Regions from separate parts of the Mus musculus genome. Here region 2 is linked to region 1. The links are chromatin contacts, called in public HiChIP or PLAC-seq maps. All regions are on one chromosome and are shown on one strand. Each heading gives the region's core, a stretch centred on a gene start, on an enhancer-like site or on the middle of the called end of the contact. The rest is flanking DNA. Distances are from core to core; before and after follow the strand shown.

Region 1 (7,172 bases), core at 1,344-3,843:
TTAAGAACATAGCTTCATTGGTAGAGTGCTAGCCCCAGATGTGATGCCTACCACCAAGTAAAAACACTTACAGTGACACACCTTTAACCCCAGCACTTGAAAGTTTAGGCAAAAAGATCCAAAGTTTAGGGTCACTCTCAGCTATGTAGTAAGTTCAAGGACAACCTGAGCTATATGATAATCTTTCAAAATAAAAAGTGTTGGGGAGGTGAGTGGCTTAGTCAGCAGTATATTTAGTAGACTCAAAAACATGATGGCCTGAGTTCAAGCCTTAGAACAAATATTAAAAAGCTGAGCATGTCAGCACATAGTTATAATCCCAATGCTCAAAATCTGGAAACATCTGGACCCCTCCTGGATATGGTATCATTGGGCAGCCAGCCTATCCTGATGTCTAGCTCTAGGGTAATACTAGTCCCTGTCTCAAAAGTTAGATGGACAGTTTTCCCAAAGAAAGACATTCGACGTTGTTCTTTGGCTTCCACATCAACAAGCACGATGGTGGATGCAGACCTGTACATGTGTGTGTAATCATAGGAGCATGAACACACCCCTCCACATATAAACATAAAGCAAACTTAGAAGTGAGCAGCTTTTCCTACTATTTGAAGAAGCTGGGTCAGCTGGCGTATCTTTATTTGCTTACAACTTAGAACCAACTAGAGAGAGATAAACAATGTGAGACAAGCAAATCAAGAAAAGCCATCAATTCCTCCTGCTGTATTGCCACAGAATATTAATTAGATATTTGATGTTTTTAAAATTTATACCTAACCTCCAGGACCTTCCAATCTTCCTTGAAAAGATCTGTGAAGACTCAGAAGCAAACCAATGCCTCTAAATCATTTTCTAGAATGATGCTAGGGGCTTAGAGAGATGATTCCACCATTGAGAGTGCCCACCCATTTGGAAGAGTGCTCACAACTGCCCATAACTCTAGCTTTGGGGGACCTGATGCAATCTGCTGGTTTCTGCACACATGAGACATGTGCCCATGCTCACCTGCTAACACATGTGCGTGCTGGTGTGTACACAGACACATTTTTAAAAAGAGCCATGTCATAAACTTTTGCTAAAAGCATTAAAATTCCAGTTCTTTTAAGATGAATTTGGAACATTTAAGATCAACATACCATATTATTTTGGTCAATTTAATTTCTCAGAGAGTAGGCAAAGTAGTCAAACCACTGATTTAGGAATGGTGTGGATGTCTCCAAAACAGTAGAGCAATCGAACTGATAATTTAATGTCACATAGATACCCGAAAGGGAAGTAAAGAAAATTGTCCCGTTTGCAATAATTATATGAACATAGGTTTATTAGAAAGTCCACCAGGGGAAAAACACACCAGCCTTTGTCAACTTTCTCCTCCACTGAATTTGAAGGCTGACCGAGAACCTTGGGTGAGTAGAGAAATAACTATTAAAAATTGGATTCCTGTCTACACAATGCTGAAACATCTAGTAAGCCTGTTTTTTTTTTTTAAATGTCAACCCAGATGTTTGGCACCACATAGACAAAACACCCAGATGACTGGCTGAATTTGTGAAGACATGCTGACATGCACCAGATGTTCTAGCTTCTTAGGACTGCAGAGCTCAGAGGTCCCTGGGGACAGCAGGAGAGAGCAGATGTCCCCAAAGAACCTTTACCACCTGCACATCATCCGTGGAAACTTCAGTGGGTGTGCAACACAGTAGGGTTTAAATTAAAAACGCTGACGACCGTGGTAGGAAAATGTAGCAAAAAGTACAGGGAAGACATAATGTGATATTTATTTGAAAGTCGTGTTTGGGGAAGTGGCTGACTCACATCTATCTAGAGGTCTGTGGCTGTGTTTCCAGCCATTGCCCCGGAAGACTTTCTCCTTCAATCTGACCTCTGAGCTACCCCTTTGGAACGTGGGGTGCTGTGGGTTTTTTAAACAGGCGACAGTCAATGCTGAAATCTAGAATTCGCTCTTAGTCCAACGCTTCCCCTTTTATTGTTCCAGTCTGTATCCTTTGCTTACTGCTTTCCCAGGCTTGGGGATGTGACTCAATGCTTGCTTTATGGGCAGGAAGATCCAAGCTCGTTCTCAAAGACTATGTAAGAAAAAAAAAAACAAGACAGATATGGGAAGACAGATACAGGAGGATCTCTGGGGTTCATTCAGTGGCCACTCAGCCTAAGTCTATTTTGGAACTTCAGGCTTGGAGCGAGACCTTGTTTCCAAAAAGGTAGAAGAAACTTGAAGAATGGCATGTCCTCTGACTGCTACAAGAGTACATGTATCTGCATACACATGTGTATGCAAATATGCACATGTGTCATGCACGTGTACACACACGCACGCACGCATGTGCACATAGACACATGCAGCATGTCCAGGTCTTCCTACCATCGCCCTCTGGCAGCAAAGGCCGTGAGTGCCAGGGAAGGGACAGCCAGGGCAGGGATATTGCCAACAGGCCAGGAATCCAGCCCCCTGAGGCTGACATTCAGCAAATCTCAGGGCAGCACTTAGAAGAATGTTAAGAGCCACAGAACCCAAAGTCCCCTCCAGCCAATTTGTCTAAAATGGTGGCTTCTCCGGAAGCTGGGGGCAGAGTCTAGGGTAGCATCTCGTGATCACTGAATGCTTGCTGCGTTTAGCAAACAGCTGTGGCTCCCGTCAGAAAGTCCTGATGTGTGCTTCATCTGTTATATAATGCAGTCTTTCAGAGAGCGATTTGTTTAGTTTCTTATTTGAAAAGTCATTAAAATATTTCCTTCGTGTCAGGATTTTCTGAGGCCTTCCTGGGGGACAGTTTCCTCTGCTGCTTTCTAAACCTGAAGGACGTTCTTGCCTCCCTCCAGGAAAGATTTCAAAACAGTGTCCCTGCCCCTGTGGTTGCTGAGGAGTCTTTTCTTTTTTGCTTTTAATTATGTTATTTATTTACATCTCAAATGTTGCCTCTCCCTGCTTTCCCATCCCATTTCCCCACCCCTTCTCCCTCTGATAGAGTGCCGCCATTCCCCACCGCTGGGCTGTCAAGTCTCTACAGGACCAAGCTCATCTTCCCTCACTGTGGCCAGGCAGTCTACTGCATATATGCCATGTGGTGGGCGCAGGGGGGAAGAGTGGGGCGTCGGAACAGCCTGTGTATGCTTTTGGTTGGTGGGTGGCTTAGAATCAGGGAAAAACAAAAATCACAGAATAGCCAAAATAATTCTGAGGAAGGATTTCTTAGCACAAGTTGCTCCCAGGGACACAGTGAATTTCACTGACTGAAGAGGAGCCGGAAAGATATTGAAGGGCTTTTCTCCATCTCCCTCATGACGTCATCCCAAGGTGTCCCTGGTGGAAGCAGAGGGTTATGCCAGCTTGAAAACAGAATTATCAGCCACACTCACACCCCAAACCCCAAGGCACAGTGATGATTCCCAATTAAACCCATTCCAAAGGCTGACAGAGATGGATTGGACAGTTAAAACATACAAAAAATAAAGAGTATTATTTTCCTCCCTTTGGGGGAAAAAAAAGTCCCTTCTCTCGTTTCTAACCCTTCCTCCATCTCTTAGAGATTGGCTTTATTTTAAAACTGTATTCTGCCCAGGCATTCAAAACTGCTGAGTGCCTCAAGCAAAGAAGTAGAATAAGCATGTTTCTTACTGTTTCTTGGCAAAGCAACGGCCCAAGACCTGCTTCCAATTAGAGATCATGTGGCTTCAGTTTAGTATTATCATGAAAATGAAATTACCACTTTAGAAAAGTCAAGTTATTTTGGAAGTGAAAACTGCAGGTCAGAGCCCACCAAAATTCAGAAAAAAAAAGTTTTGTATTTTGTTTTATTTTGTTTTGTTTGTTTGTTTTTATTTTTGTTTTTCTTAATAAATGTCTTGTCGAAAGATCAACGTGGCATGGTTGATAAATATCCCAAGATCATGACCTGGCCTCCTCCATCCATGTTAAAGATCAAGTTCACTGTTCTTCAAGGCAAGGCATCCTTCTACAGGCAGATTGGAGCTTACCTACCTGGCTTGTAAAAACAGTGGTAGCTTCCCAGACCCCTGACATACTTGGACTCTGGTCTCCATCTCTTACCGGGATGCTCATGGTCTACCTTGGCTAGCTCATTCTTTTCCAGGGTTGGCATCTTCCTTTCTCCATTCCCCAAATTCTTAGAATTGGAAGCGGCTTGATCACATAATTGGAAGGAGAAGACCTGTTAACTACTCTCTGGCAGGCAAGTTTTGAAGATGAGGCCTATGTGCACATTAGCAGTCTTCTCAAACTCTCTTCTTGTAGCGCACACGTGAGCATACACACACACACACACACACACACACACACACACACACACATACACACACACACACATACACACACACACACACACACACATACACACACACATACACACACACACACACACACACACACATACACACATACACATACACACACACACATACACACACACACACGCATACACACACATACACACACACATACACACACACACACATACACACACACATACACACACATACACACACACACATACACACACACACATACACACACACATACACACACACACACATACACACACACACATACACACACACACACACACACACACACACACACACACAGAGTGCCTTTCCTAAGTGTGTGCTTGAAATACGAATGTTAATCAGGCCTGGCCAACCCTATATGTCAGCTCAGACCTGGGAGCAGCAGAAGGAAGATTTAAATTCTGCATTGCAGCTTGGAATCTGGAGGTAAATGGTTTTCCTTGAATCTCTGTTCACTTGTCAGTAAAGCTGGGGAGATAGAAATAGCTACCTTGTTGCTTTGCTGAGGATCAAATAAGGAGATCCATGTACTCAGTTAGTAAGCACAAAATAAACTACTGTTGTTTTAGAGTTGTTATTGTTTCTCGGAATGTGTTCAATAGCAGCCGAATACAGTGTTTCCTTTACTGAGCACTCCATGGTGTGTCATGTGAAAACATGGGTTTGTTTAGAGGAAATGGCTGGTGTCAGCTTTCTGGATTCTTCTCTGTTATTATGAAATTCCAGGAACTGGAATAAAATTGCAAGGGAGTGGGAGAAGGGATGAGTGGGTTTTCACAAAGCAACTGGAATCAGCAAGCTGGTAGGACCAAGGTCTGGAGTACATTTTGGGCGTTGTAGGGAATCCAAGAATGTTAGACACAGGGTATGCTTGTAGATGAGGGGGCTGACTTGTTAGAGACAACCAAGGCACAGCTTCTCTCTGAGGTCTACCAGCAAATACTAAGGACATTATGAAAAAAATAAGTCATGGCTTCCCAGGTGGCCTGGTCAGGAGGAACATCACCAACAAAGTGGGGCTTTAAAGGACCAGGAAGGTTACATTAGCTGGAGGTGAAGAGTGCTGGCACTAAGCAATGTGTTTCTGCATAGATCCAAACATAGAACTCTTAAGATATGTTTGAGGCAGCGGGGTCAGACAACTGAACTCAACGTTTACGTTTAACACAGGGATCGTGAGAAGAATTGTTTGGAAGCCCCCCACCCCCACCCCCTGGGGGAAGCGGCTTGAATGCTTACCTACTGAGTCTTAGTACAGAGAGCCCAAGAAGCCAAGCAGCCACTGCACTAACCTTTCTCATGAGCTACTTGAAGAGCTGCATCTCTAATAGTGGGAATCAGGGAGCAGACAATGAAAGATGAGCAGAAGCAGTTATGAGCAACTATAGCCTATCAGCAAGGCAGCAGAGGAAGACGCAGGCAGGAGAGGGAGGAGAACTTGGTCGTAATGATCCCATTTTCCCTTCTTGGTGTCTTTGGGGACTATTATTCTGTGGCCTCTGTCTAAAACAAGGACAAAGCCATGGCTGGGCCAATCGTAACTTCCCTGGATACAACACAACATTAGGTCTAATAGAAGGCAGGCTGGGTCAACAGGGGAGTATTCCAAAAGGAAACAACAGTGTGTGGTCCTCTCTCAAGTTCTCAGTTGACGGGTGACTTTGGGTGTAACGAGCTACTTAGCCCCAAGCTTTTTCCCTGCAATAACACAAAGCTTCACCTACCCTCAGAATCCAGGAAAACTGACTTCAGACGAGACGAGGGCTTTTCTGCAAGCCTCAAGGTGTGGAGCAGATGCTGGGCTTGGGAACGGATGCCTGGGAGTTCTGACCGTCAACACCTACTTGGAGGATGGAGTTTGAGCTGTCGTTTGCAGATGCCTATGTAAAATTATCCAACTTCCATGACCTCAGTGGAACATGACTTGGCTGTCAGGACAAAGCACCATCAGAGGAAAAGCAGCTGGCCCGGGACTTCACAAAAATCTAAAAAGATACCAGGATTAGCCATGCCGCTCCAAGGCACGAGAACATTGGAGGTATCAGGGATCTGACTACAGTGTCACAGGCTTCTGTAGAACCGCTGGGGGTAGGAGCACAAGCAAGGGAGGAGGGAGGAGCCACAAGTAGGTAGCTACCTTCTTCCCACTATCCAGGGGCCAGAAAGTCCCAAGGGTAGATCCCATGTCAACCTTCCCTGACCCAGGGCACTCAGGCACAACTGGGAACTGTCAACTGAGTGTCCCTTGAGAGAGAACTGGCCCAGGCCAAACCCATACCATTCCAGGTTCCCAGCCCAGCCTAGGACTAAGTCTAAACCACCAGACTCTGGATGTTCCTCTGAAAAGGAAACAAGTTGACATTGCTGACAGGCAGCTTCTGTCTGTGGAGTGCAGACACAAGAAAAACAACAGACACGGGAACCCAACCATGTCACCTACCAGGGGGCCTAGGTGACTGCCACTCACCCTTGGCCGCCGCCAAGGATGGCAGTTGGAACATCAGCGACATGTGGATGCATTCTTTACCTCACATGTTGCTTAGATGGTCATAGTCTGAGGTTCTGAAGGCTACAGAGCAGCTCAGCTCTGCAGCCAGGGTCTGGGACTGGGGATAAAGCTCATGGGAAGAAAGAGCTCAAGGATGATGGGAACTTCAGCTTTCCTCGCCTGTCCTTACCTCTGCATCTCTGCTGCTTGTACCTACTTCAAATAATCACAGGTAGTATTGATAGGGCGTGAGATACCACAGTCTAACCCAACATAGCCGAACACAATGAATACAACACAAAATATAATAGAATATTATAATGTCCTTGCATAACGGCAGAGAAGACAGTCTTGAGGCTTA
Region 2 (7,172 bases), core at 2,223-4,722, 970 kb after region 1:
TTAGCAGAGACCTACAGCTGGGCCAAGGTGGACAGAAAGAATGGAGAAGGCTCAGCACTGAATGGAACACATAGACCATGATCCCTCCTCCCAAGGCTCGGGGACCATTACAGAAGACTGGGTGAAGACTGTAAGAGGCAGAGGCAGTGGATGGAAAGTATAGGAAACTCTTAAAGAACTAATACACTTCTTAAAGATTTAAAAGTTTTTAAAAAGTTGAAGTTGGCTTAAGTATGTATCCTGCAGGCAGATCACTAGGGTTTGTTCTAAAAAAAAATTTTTTTAAACTTGTTTTAAAAACAAAATCCCAACTTCCCATTTACCAAATGAAGACTCAGGAGCCAGACGCTGTGGTGAAAGCCTGCTAGCTGAGAGAGGCAGAGAAAGCACCCCGCTGCCCTTCCTGCTCCACTGGAGACCAGAGTGGCCAACAAGCACCCTCGGTTATGTGGTAGACCAATTTAAGAACTCTAGCTGAAAATACAGGCTTTTTTTTGGCCCGCTTCCCGCATCAGGCCCTCAGGTTAGGGTGGGAAGTCCTTCCTGGGTGCAGCTGGCTTTTACTGAGGTGCTCTCTGTGGGGCTGCCACTGTGCACAGCTCCTACAGCACAAGGCTATAGCTCCTCTCGCTGGCAGGAGGTCGAGGCAGGAAAGGAGTGGCCAGCTCCTGCAGTTCCTGAGACAGCTGTGGGCTGAGATGCGGTGATACTGCCACTTTGACAGGAGCCGCCATTTTGGTCAGCTCCTGTGGGACATTTGACTGAAGCGGCCACGGGCTTGGGAGAGAAGGAGGTGCCTGGTGCCGCTCTTGGCAGTTTTTGTGACACAGTGGCTTTTGTGGTGCGCTACTAGGGGACTGCACAAATGCTAATCATAAAATAACCGAAGATTTCAGAAAAAAAAGAATATCAGCAGCTAAATATATAATGGTTGGGAGATAATTCCTCAAGACATAATACTCCTTGCTGGATATATAGATTTTGAAGCCTTAAGGCATCTGAGAAACAAATACACACACAATAATGTAAAAACAAGAAAAAGGTCTTGAAGAAATAAAGGGCCCCAGAACACTTCTTAAAGATTATAGGTCCCAAACTCTCAATACATTCTAAAGCAAAAATTACACAAGTCATACTTTCTTTACAGAATGCAAAGTCACACAAATAACAACATAACATTTTTAAAGCTAGCAACATAGAACTATTTAAATAGTATTAATTGTTGAACCACATTTTGAAACTGTGATATAGTATTTATGAAACAAGGCTACGGCACACACGCAAATGGCCGGAATAGTCACACCATTCAGAGAAAACCAACGCCTTCAACACTGCATTTCATTCAAACAAACTGAATCCCTTACTCTGAATGTTGGGGGTTGGGGGGAATAACATTAAATGAGAGAAACATTTTAAAACAAAGCCACAATAAACCAAAACACAAGTTTTCTGAAGAAAACAGGCCCATCGGATACCAGACACATGACGCAGAGCCGAGTAAACCTCTTCCAAGGAGCAACACTGACTGAAGAGATTTCTGTTAGCAACTGTGTACATTTCCAGAAGCAAAGAACTTTTCAGAGAGAGAGAGAGAGAGAGAGAGAGAGTGAGTGTGTGTGTGTGTGAATAACAGAAGGACTTCTACACAAGGCTCTGAACTAGATCTCACAGGCAGTCTTTCTGCTGCTCCAGGGACAAATCAGATCCCTGCTTTACACAGCTGGCTCACACTCAGCTCAGCTACCAAAAGCCCACAAGCTATCGGTGGTCAAACAGGCCTAAGACCTAGTGTGCTCTTGTACAGATGCAAAGCTCTCAAATAACAGAAGAAAGGCATTCTCTAAACCACCAACAGGGCAACTGCACCTTGGGAGAAAAGCATCCTAGGAAGGTAGTCCCAAGCCACATGCCTGCCATCTGGACATTGTGGATTGCCTTGATAGGCACTAACCCACTGTGACTCCTAATGCTTTGAAGAGACTCTTATGCATGCTGGTACACTGGCTCACACACATTTAATTTCTGCCCCAGATACCAGGTTTCTAAGAAACTCTACCACTTGACACATGCCTGCATTGGATGTCAGAAGCCTCCATCTTGCCAGGATACTGAGGAAGGATGACGGCAGACCTACTGACCAGCGAAAGTGGTTCTGCATGCTGGTGTTGAAGCTGCAAGTCTTGGCGATTCTTTTAGGCTGTGAGTGCATCTGCCTACATTGTAATGACAATGAGTCTTTATTAAACAACTATTTAGCCCGTATACTTTAAAGTCTACATAAAACACAAATGAACTATGAATGTTTTAAATGAATGTAACTGGTTCCAAGAGAGATGGTTTCAAACAGCCTTAGGAAAGACTCCAACAGACTCCTAACTCAACCTCCTATAAAACTCAGAAACGATGAAGACTACCTTTCTAGAGGTCTATGTCAAAAAGCCAACTTAAAAAACAGTAATAGAGGGCTGGTGAGATGGCTCAGTGGGTAAGAGCACCCGACTGTTCTTCCAAAGGTCCAGAGTTCAAATCCCAGCAACCACATGGTGGCTCACAACCATCTGTAACGAAATCTGACGCCCTCTTCTGGTGTGTCTGAAGACAGCTACAGTGTACTTACATGTAATAAATAAATAAATCTTTAAAAAAAAAAAAAACAGTAATAGAACAAGACTGTCTGTTATCATTTAACAGAGTTCTAGACATCTGAACCAACCTGCAACAAAATTTAAAAATCATCACTATACAAAGATATCAAATATTTCCTTAAAAGCCCATAAGAACTTACCAGAAATGGGAAAGCTAAATGACTAGATAACAGAAAAATAGAGGCTTACTTATGGTCCATTCCTGCGCTAACCATTAAGGCCCCAATGGGTCTGCATCCATGTCCTCACCCAGGCAGCTTGTAACTTTAATTTTTTCCATTCCTATTTTTAATGATGGTTATTAAACACTTTAACCTTCCTTGTAACCCATCACCCACCAGAGGTAGTGGAAAAGAAAGGATACAAGGGAAATGGGACCTGTTTAGAAAGGTTCTTTGGAGCCAACTCCTGTGTTGTCTGGAAATTGGCAGTTCAGTTCACAGGTTAGCAGGCAGCGGCAGCTCGTTCCACTCACAAACACTTCACAGATACACCAGCAGTCCAGTTCAGTAGAGTTGGGTTAGCAACAGTAAGTGACACAACCTGGCAGAGACAGCCAGGCCCCAGCCTCAGCTCAAGTCAGCAGGAGGGACCAACAGAAATACCAGGAGTTCTTGGCTGTGCATTTCTCATCAGGGAAGACGTGAGGCCCACAATCATTGCACAGCTAGCTGTACCAGCAAGCCAAGCTCTGTCTCTATCACTCCGTGGAGTCCTATTTATACCCTCCAAACATCACATCCTTCATGTGCCTTGCCTCAGCATGTGAGTGCAATCAGCCCTAGTCCTTGGAAGCGGCAACCAACTGCAGCACACCACAAGGTTTTTGGAGTGTTGCTCTCTATGGAGTCCTGAGACATGCAGCTCAACCACGCAATATAAGCCGAGCCAATACACAGTGTCCTTAGCAAAGAGTCCTTCATCACCTGTCCTTGCTTTAGCAAAGCATCCTCCCCTGTGTCTGCTACAGCGAAACGTTCCTTCCTGAGTCTGCCTTAGACTTTCACACCTGTGCCCACTTTAACGAAACGTTCCTTCATGTGTTTGCCCCAGCAAAACACTATCCAACCGACTTTCCAAAGGACCCTCAAGTTTCCACTACTGCATCAAGGCTCCTAGAGGAACTGGCTTCCTGTCCTCCACCCAGGCAAGACATTCCACAGTATGGCCACAGCAATGAACCTACTCCCATGGCTGACCTGTCACTCCTCTTCTTAAGAGTATTCTCATGACTTCCACAATTTAAAATAAAAGCCCAATTCCCTCCCATGTGGGTCCATATGGTCAGGCCTGTGCTAACGCCACTCCTGACACCGAAGCCACACTGTCCTCTGCTTGCTCCTCCAAACATACAGTAGCAGCATGGGGCTGGCAATCCATCCTGGTGGGATGGCCTTTCCTGGATCTGACTAGGCCCTGGCTTTCTAAAATAGCAACCAAGTGCTACCTGGTGCTACACCTCTTCAGAGTGATCTTTTTAGCCACACTGATGTTGCCCTCTTTAATAGAATCTAAAATTCATGACACTTCTTTCCCTGTGCACGTCTAGTATGCCCTAACGAATGTCAACAGCAAGAGCTCTGCTGTAACTATCACGCATCTCCGACACTTGATACATATTTGGATTTTCACCAGACGTCATACAGCAACTCATACCTGTAATCCCAGCACTCAGGAGGTGAGGCGGGAGGATCACTTCACATTCCAAGCCAGACTCAGGACTGTATGTTCTAAACCAGCCTGGAATTCAGAGCTAGGCCTTGTCACAAAAAAGCAAAAAGGTATCTGTCATCCTCAAGAGAGTTATGCTCAAGAAAACAGAAATAGAGCCTATTTTATCCATTGTTCTAGCTCCAAGCTTCTGGCACAGGATACTCATTTGACAAATACCTGGTGAATGAATGAATGAATGAATGAATGAATGCTTCCTCCTTCCTTTAGTCCCTAGTAGGCTATAGTCAGGCAAACATTTCTGCTAGGTCCAACCCACTGTTGGCCGACACTGTTGTGTTCATTTTGTTGTCACTGTCGCTGAAGCCTCAGCTTCCCAAGTGCTGTGGTCACAAGCCTGGACCACCACACTCTGCTACTAAGTCACCTTACTATAGGTCATCCTCCAATTTCCAAACATATCCAAGTATATTAAGCTAAATGCAAAGCTTTACACAAAGTTTGATGTCCTTATTAAATGAATCTTTAAATGTCTATTTTTCAAAATTCATGTAAAATATTAAAAGTAAAAAAAAAAAAAAGCAAATCTTTTGAGTTATAATCTACAAGTTTTCGTGCCAGTAGCCAGAAGAAACTTCTCTAAGGAGATACTGGGGGAATAATGTTAGGTGTTAGCAAGTCTATCCATCTTGCCAGTGTAGAGAAATGAGCACCAAGGACTGCCTCCTAAGGACTTACACTGAGTCAGGCATCACCTCATTCCAGAGTGCTCATTAAGTGTGGCACGCAGCAAGCACGGTGGCAGGTTTGTGGGCACCCTAAGTATCTAATTACTTCAAACAAAAGGCTACACTCAATTTTTCACATGTTCTTTTTATTCAAGGGTTTACTCACAGGCAGTATTTAAAGTCAGGCTTTTTAAATTAAAGGCCTAAACTACGAAATTTTGTAAATATGACACTGGCAAAGAATGAGCATCTGGATAATTTAAACCCTCATTATCCTGGAGTCCAAGTCTGTAACACGGAACGCAAAGATCAGTATCATTCAAAACAAACAACTGAGAAACCACGGTGCTGGGTAACTTGTCAATGAAGAGGAAGCTCAGTTCAGCCTTGCTGAGTAGGAAACCAGCAACTCGATCTCCTGTGGCAGAGCATCCACTGTGCTTCAGAACTTTGCCTGTAAAGTCTCTTTCTCCATCAGCAAATCCGCGTATCTCTGCTGAAGCTCTTTCTCTCGTTCCTGTTGCCGCTGCACATCTTCTTTTAGACACTGAAGAGAGAAAAATATTCCAGTTACTTCAAACTTAAGTCCACTTACGGCAGCCTACCTTACAAAGAGCTGTGTAAGTTCTCAGGCTTTCACAGTTCTCAGGAACACCGATACATTTTACAGAGAAACCACCAACCAATGTCTTTGCTAAAACACTAATACCACAACCATTCTTTGCTCTGGTCCTGTGATCAGCACCCTGTAAAGCCTCTGCTGCTCTCAATAAACAAACCTCTGCAATCTTATCAATACCCACAACACATTGCAAAAAGCCCTGACTGCCCTGAGGCTGGGCAGGGGCTAGAGTGCACACTAAGAAGATAAATCTAAACCCAATTTAGCAAAGGAGCTGGTGTTCTGTGATGTGCAGCATCTTCAATCACAAAACTAAAAGATGCTGGTTCCCAGAGCCACATAAATGGCAAGCCACTAAGTTTCAAGGAAACTAGCCACAAAATTGACTTATATTCTCTTACACAGTCCATCCTTTAATACAAAAGACACTGAGAAGAGTCTTCAGAGCAGCAATCGTTGGCTTGATAGCCATCTAAGCATAGCCAGGTCTAGATCAGAAAGTCAGAAACCCACTTCAATACTGACTTCAGAGATAACTGCCAGGAGGAGGAGAAAGAAAGGACTGGGTGACTCTTCACAGTCCTCTGAGCCATCAGGCAACACATGCTGTTACCTCTAGCCTACGGGGAATAGCAGAGTCTTCATGTTTCTTGAGTTCTTCAAAAGTGCGTAGCTCCAAGTGAGCCTGCTCAATCTGGTCCCATAAGTCATTCAACTGCTTCATGAGCCCCATAGCACGAGACTGGTAACCACCAAGCAAAATCTTCATCTTCTTTTCCATCTTTGCAGCTCTCTTGGCTTCTGTTGTCATGTGACCCCTGTTTATCTGGGGAATTGGGGAAGGAGTGGAGAATCACATGAATATACATGAGAAAAACAGATTATTATATAACAGGGCTAAACTAAGTACCTAAAGCAAAATACACCAGGTTCCTCTCACCTTCACTGATCCCATATGTAACACAAAATTGGCCTCAACATGGAATTACCTTATACCCAACTATTCCATAACTTCGCCCAAAATTCAATCCCAAAGCAGGCTTGAGTTTCAGAGCATGGGAAAACTGCTCTCTACCTTGTGCAAATGGTTTCTGTGATCATTCATCGGTCATTCTAGACTGCCACCTAGTCATCTTCTTTTACGTAATAAAATTCACTTCGGTATCACACACGTGTTCCCCCTCTTATACCGAACGATATTCCACTCAAGTACAGCAGGCCACTTGAAAAATGGTATTGTACCCAACCACCGCCAGCTTGCTTTACTGGAGGTCAAAGTCAAGTAAGCTACCAGGGGTGGGGAAGAATACTGCATGTGCATGTCTTGGAATATGGGATGGAGCTAAAGTTACTTTAGATAAAGCTCCTTCAAACCCATCATTCTTTCAACATTTATACAGGTTAAGGTTTTATGCTTCTGCAATTGACTTAAACCCAAGTATAATGCTACTGTTCCTTATTTTTCTCTCATGGGTAGTAAATCAGTAAGTTCCCAGCATAATACAG

Evidence for each region. HiChIP or PLAC-seq counts read pairs in DNA pulled down with a chosen protein or histone mark.
Region 2: a contact with region 1 is called in an H3K27ac HiChIP or PLAC-seq map of SST interneurons, with 12 times the contacts expected there. The contact joins two enhancer-like sites. A contact is called at or near these places in 2 of 484 Hi-C or Micro-C datasets (bone marrow-derived macrophages and nephron progenitors) and 4 of 115 datasets of contacts at active chromatin or transcription factors (SST interneurons, T-cell acute lymphoblastic leukemia, embryonic basal ganglia and 1 more).

What each region holds. Positions count from the first base shown.
Region 1 is chr17:44,417,233-44,424,404 of GRCm38.p6, forward strand. No RefSeq gene overlaps it. Among named protein-coding and RNA genes, the nearest start is that of Runx2os3, 140 kb to the right of the region's middle. Within about 2 kb of position 2,594, at least 37 of the 459 cell types and tissues checked have an H3K27ac peak or open chromatin away from gene starts, as enhancers often do. A contact at or near this core is called in SST interneurons, where this site is marked.
Region 2 is chr17:45,386,714-45,393,885 of GRCm38.p6, forward strand. Cdc5l (cell division cycle 5-like (S. pombe)) reads right to left here. Exons shown (of 16, transcript NM_152810.2): 15 at 6,280-6,492; 16 at 5,174-5,591. The coding sequence ends at 5,487. Among named protein-coding and RNA genes, the nearest start is that of Cdc5l, 43 kb to the right of the region's middle. Within about 2 kb of position 3,473, at least 7 of the 459 cell types and tissues checked have an H3K27ac peak or open chromatin away from gene starts, as enhancers often do. A contact at or near this core is called in SST interneurons, where this site is marked.